2 separate regions of the Triticum aestivum genome follow, and region 1 is linked to region 2. Evidence: chromatin contacts called from public Hi-C data. All regions are on one chromosome and are shown on one strand. Each heading gives the region's core, a stretch centred on a gene start, on an enhancer-like site or on the middle of the called end of the contact. The rest is flanking DNA. Distances are from core to core; before and after follow the strand shown.

What was found. Hi-C and Micro-C count contacts between places; a contact is called where the count stands out from the background.
Region 1: a Hi-C map of leaf shows a contact between it and region 2, with 8 times the contacts expected there. The contact joins the promoter of LOC123060805 here to the promoter of LOC123058169 in region 2. A contact is called at or near these places in 2 of 5 Hi-C or Micro-C datasets (both in leaf).

The regions. Positions count from the first base shown.
Region 1 is chr3A:160,044,167-160,047,031 of IWGSC CS RefSeq v2.1, reverse strand. LOC123060805 (casein kinase 1-like protein 3) reads right to left here and starts at 1,537. Exons shown (of 15, transcript XR_006428156.1): 1 at 1,225-1,537; 2 at 1,074-1,114; 3 at 297-366; 4 at 52-200.
Region 2 is chr3A:159,256,728-159,259,783 of IWGSC CS RefSeq v2.1, reverse strand. LOC123058169 (protein SPEAR1) reads right to left here and starts at 1,787. Exons shown (of 2, transcript XM_044480982.1): 1 at 1,200-1,787; 2 at 527-1,105. The coding sequence starts at 1,475. The coding sequence ends at 848.

The DNA of each region.
Region 1 (2,865 bases), core at 288-2,787, 790 kb before region 2:
GTGTTCGGCATAAGGTAATGAAATAAAGTGAAATAAACGGTTACTAATTACCATTTGGTCTGCAAGCATTAGGACAGTCTTCAAGGTGAATTTTCTGCCGCAGTAGACAAACAAATTCTCTAAGCTCGGCCCCAACAGATCAATGATAAGAACATTTTCCTCCCCATCTACACCACACCATTTAACATTCGCAATGCCACCTGGAAGCCAAAACATTCCCTGTCAACTCCGGATCTTATCCAAATAAACCCACCAACCATGGAACTAAGGAGAATTGGATGACAGGGCATACATACTTCCTCCTTGCAGGGCGTTGTAGATCTTTGCCTCATAAAACAGCTGGGGGTGCTTTGAGCTGCTACTTTCCTGCCAGTGAGGTTACCAAAATAAGGATTCGGAGATGGTGTGTGCAAGAAAAAGGGGTTTCACTAGGCAAGTAGGCAGTGCATATAACAATAACACTCAAACTTTCCTTTCCCACTGGTATGCTTGCTCTCACAAGGCAAGCCATGAAGTGGGATGGGGGGAAAGCAGGGGCACCAACTGAGCTTTGACAATAACAATCAAACTTTCCGCTCCCACTCGTATGCTTGGTCTCACAACTTTTTCCTGCAAGGCTACAAATACAATTCCTCTACGCCAAGCGTCATTATGACCAACCACCACCTGTATCGATCATCACCCAAGATGCTAAGAGGGAGCATTCTAGAAAGGAAAGGGGAAAGCAGGCCAAGTAGCCATACAATTAAATAAAAGGCGTGTGCTTCGACCTTTCTGACTACATGATTACCAGCATTTTCTAATCCCATTATGATCAGCCCAAAACAAGCAAGAGCGACGACTAACAGACAAATTCGGGACAGCAATCGAATAATGCATCCGCGCGAGTGGAAGCAAGCAAACCAATCCAGCATTCCACCTATATATCCGCTTAACTCAACAGCAATCCAATCAGGCAATCACCCACCTCTCCACTTGAGCCAACTACTCAACAGCAACCCAATCGAAAATTGAAGTATGAAACAGGGCAGAACAGGGCAGGGCTGAGAGGAAACAGGGGATACAGGACTCACAATCTTCACCGCGACGATCTCGTAGGTGTCCATATCCGTGGCTGCAGCAGCAGCAACAGCGACAGCATCAGACGGCTATGGATAGAGTCGAAGAGGAAAAAAAACTGAACAAACGCGGGCGGCGGCGGCGGGGAATCGAACGATCGCTCACCGAGGTAGATGACCCCGAAGGAGCCGGAGCCGATCTTCCGGCCGAGCTTGAACTTGCGGCCGACGATGCGGTCCATGCCGCCAGTCCTGAACACTTCTTCCCCCGCCCGATTCCAGAGGAGGGGACGGCGGGCGGCGTCGTGTGGTGGGGGCTTCGGGTTTGCCTGGCGTGGAGCGGGGGCAGAAGAGAAACGCGCGGTGAGACGTGCGAACTGAGAAGAGAAGAGACGGTGGTGGGGTTCACTGGCGCTGCGTCGGTCGCTTGCTTTATTTCGGCCGCGGGGTCGAGTCGGGTCGGCCGAGAGAGTCTTCTCTCTCGGAAAGGGGAGACGGGCCGGCGTAGGGCCGCGGCGGAACGGGGCGGTCGTAATAGCCGTGTGGGTTAGGTGACGTGACGGCGGCTTAATCTTATCCCCTGTGGGGTGGCGCTTCTCACGCGGGATGTGCCACGTTTTCGACAATCGGTCTCTGGCTCGCGGCGTCGGTGTTGCGCGTGCTTGCGTTCCACGTCATAATTTTCCATACACATTACTTTGAGTAGTCATAGATTTTGTTTCCATCTTATAATTTGTCTTTACAATAGCGCCTCTGTTCTGTATAAATCTATCTATAGTTAACAAACTACATCAAGAATCCTGAAAAAGGAATAGGTATGTGATACACGGTAAGTAAACTGACACCCGAAAATTCTATAAAAATTATATCTATAAGTTTTGGAATATTTAATAATTTTTATAAGTTTTGGGATATTTAATATTTTTTTAGAAAAAGAAGCATCCAGACGGTGCCCGGGGGGGCCACACGGGCTAGGGTGCGACCTACCCCCTAGTCGCGCCACCTGTCCGTGTGGGGGGCACGTGCACCTTCCTGACTCCGTCTTTCGCACGTAAGCTTGTCCTGCACGGTAAAAATTCCTATAAATTCCTGAAATATTCTGATCTACGTAAAGATTTCCTCTTGTTTTCATTTCGAGCTATTTTCTATCAGTGTTTTGAGGACAAGTTCGCCATGTTTTCTTCCTCCTACACCGTTGATGATGATGCTTAGCGGTTGAAGGAGGAGATTGAGAGAGAGCTTATGGAGCATGTTGTGATGGAGGAGGAATCAGTGAACTCCATAGAAGCTCAGGCACCAGAATCTTTACGGGAAATCCTAGCTAGCATCTCGACTACCCCAGTTTCATCCAGGACCCCGAAGACAACAAGAATTCACTTGGGCTTCAAGGTATTAGAGGGATCCATTTCAAAGAAGCCCTCGACCAGGTTACATAGGAATCCTTTTCATAATTTGGTTAACAATTATGGAGTTGAGAATAATTCCCAATTGTGTATACCCTCCAACTGAGACATCTCCCATCCAAGCGAAAGTGATGCATGAAGGAAAAGCTATGGGGACCAGAAAACAAGGATATCATGTGTGAGGTGAAGAATAATGCTACACAATGACTGCTTCATAAGATCCAATACCTGAAGGAGATCCTTTTGGATTTCCTCAAATAGAATAAGTGAGCTCCTTCACCACCAGCATTAGCAAAGAAGGAGACTTGAGTACTTGGGTATGGGCACCCCCCTTGGCTTGCTCCAAACTTGGCAGAGGTGCTCCGGTATCGTATCATCACCTCTATCATCATTATTATCTATTA
Region 2 (3,056 bases), core at 538-3,037:
CTACTCCATGTCTTATTAACTTACACGTCTTTTAGGATAGTCGAGTTCCTTGCAAATATGTAGTCGTGCACATGCATCGAGTGTAGGGAGTAGCTCGTTGGGGATGGCACTCACGTCCAACTCGACTAGATTAATTTGAAGTTATAAACATTCTCTTATGCCAGCTCGGTTCAACGACAGGTGTGTCGTGTGCTGGCCGAGCCTATCACCTTGAGATTGAGCACATTCGGATGATACCTTGGTCATAGTCGGCAAGGACGAGAATGAGGATAAGCGACGACACGAGTGGGACGATTTTTTTAATAAAGAATATGGATCTGTTGGAAGGAGGGTATTGAACTATGCTTATGGAGCCAGGGGCATGAGATATTTTTTCTCCCGATACAACGGACAGACATGTTTGCTGGTAAGAAAAGAAAAGAAGGAAAAGAGTGATGGACCCAAGTACAGGCACATCACAGCCATATAGGCCGCTTAAATTCCCCCGTCTGAAATCAATTTGAAAGTACTACGCAACACATGTATGTAAAGTTTCCTCTACAAACTGGTAACCATTTCAATTAATAAGGTGTTAAACAAGATTTACATGCATGTATCGGTCGCGCGTGGCAGCGTACGTTTATCAGTCATCCCACAGTTCCAGAACGAAAGCATCAGCCATTCCGTCAGCAAATTAAGCAGCAGCTAACTCTGGCACCGCCAGTTTGATAGCTAATCGATCAATCTAATTCTAAGCCCCTCCTCTGATCCTCTCCCTCTCTCCCGCATGGCGCTTCGCCCATGCATGCACGGACACATGATTAATTAGAGTAGACACTTCGATCTATCGAGCTCACCGTGGCGTCTCCTACAGCCTCAGCTCCAGATCTAGCTCTTCCGTGCTTCCGGCGCCGCCGCGGCCGCTGGACTCGTGGCTGTGGCGCATCCAGTAGTCGTACTCGTGAGGCGTCTGCTGCTGCCTCTGTCCTGACGACGACGAGTCATGGACGACGAAGAGCGGCGACGTCGACGGCGGCCGGCTGGAGCTGTTAGGCAGCAGGTTCTCCGCGTAGTACTGGCTGTACTGCACGTCAGCGATCCTCCGGTCCATCGCCTCAAAGCAACCCTGAGAAACCACGCGCGCGCACAAAGGTAAGCTTAAGCTACGCATACATGTCATCTGATGCATGCAGCATTTCGATTTTCAAGTAGGTACTTACAGCTAGATAGGGCTGGAAAGACGATGCGGCGCCGGCCGTCGGGACTGCGGCGTACGGCACCTGCTGCGGCGGAGGCGGCGGAGGCAGGCCGGAGCGGTACGCGGCGATCATCTGGTTCTGCATCCGGATCTTCTCCAGCTGCGCGACGCCGAGCCCGCGCTGCGGCTGCTTGGCGGCCTTCATCTCCGCCGCCTTCTTCCCGCCGCGCCTCCCCGCCCTGCCGGCGCCAGCCTCCAAGCACATCTCGCCGGCTCCGTCGACGCTGCTGCTCCCCATATAGTATCACCCGCGTGCTATGCAACAATGCGTTTATATACACCGACGATGGCGACTCACCAACAGCGACAGCCAGCAGGGCGCGCATATATATACAAGTAGGAGTCCATGAGGGCGCCATTGATTATTGGTGATCCATCGTCGACGGGGCGCTAGCTGGACGAGATCCTTGGAAAGATTCAGGCCGATCTGCCGCGGCGATTTTCTAAGCCACATCTCCAGCTTCCAAGAACGATCGCCCTCGCCAAGTAGGACGTGACTTTTCCCCCCTTGATCGCGCGATCGTGTCCATTAAAATTAAAATACCGAGCCTGGATGTCTTTCCCTCCGCGGAGATTTTAAATTGGATCCACCCGGCTCACATGTCAGTGGCTGTATATGAAGATCTGGTGGGAGATGGCCACTCGTGGAGCTCCTGGCCAACAGGGGTTGTGGACAATATGATAGTGCCCACGCGTTGGGTGAGGGTGTTTTAAAGGGGATCCACGCTTGTCGCGAGCCCTGCAATTTGCGTCGGCATCACTGTCACAGCTAGCTAGCATGCACAAGCATACATGATTCGATCCCATCATGCGCCCGAGTACGCCCAGGCCCAGCCATCTTGGGCTGCTAATCATTAACAAAATCGCCAACTCGTGTAGTTGACGTACTCCGTGACAGCGGAAAGAGCCTCAGCAATATGCATATACAAAACGGGAGGCAGCTGGGAAGCGGAGAAATCGTATCAGGATCATAGCCTGATCTGCACGTAGATTATGCAAGGACTTGAAGATCCGCGGATCAATATATATCCGCAGATGAGTAAGTACTCCTAGATCGATCGATCGATCCGAGTTTAATTAGTTGCCTCCGCCTCGTGAATCGTTGGCGCATTTCGACCGGCGCGTGAGGACTGCATCGGGGTAATCGCAGCCTCGCAGGTTGCATACGTGCGATGCAAGTGATGTGATCTATCCATATCCCGGGGGTGCTTAATGCGTTGAAAAATGAGATCGGAAGGTGCTTAAGCCTAGATCAGTGCAGATTTGGGAGATCCCATATCGTGGGCTTGTGGTTGGTAACTACGCATGGGGATGTGATCTTCCTAGGACATGGGAGATGCGCGCGCGATTCACGCTAGTCTTTCGCGTGCTGTGCAAATTACTGACGTTCAAGAGGTTTGGACGTAGTATCTTTTCTTTTTTTGAGTTGTAGTATATATCTTGGAAGAACCGGTGATCTAACTCACAGATCACATGCAACAATACGCGTGGATATGTGCCTTCATCTGCTACCTTTTCATTTTTTTCTTGTTTAGCTCGGTTTATAGCCCCACGTAGCGATGTTGGTTTCCTTGTGTGAAGATGGCTTGTCTAATTTTCATTTAGAGCATTACATGGAGTGTCCTCCAGCGGTTATCATGTCTCGGAAATGAGCTTCCATAGACGCGAGATATATCGCCTTAGAATGGCGGGTGTGGGGAGAGGGGGTGGTTTCCCAGCTCGATTTTTTCAGTGGAATTGCTTTTTTCGCGAATACGCAAAGCTTACGTATCTTTCATTGATAGAAGGAAATAGAATGGGTACAAAGTTAGGTAGAATA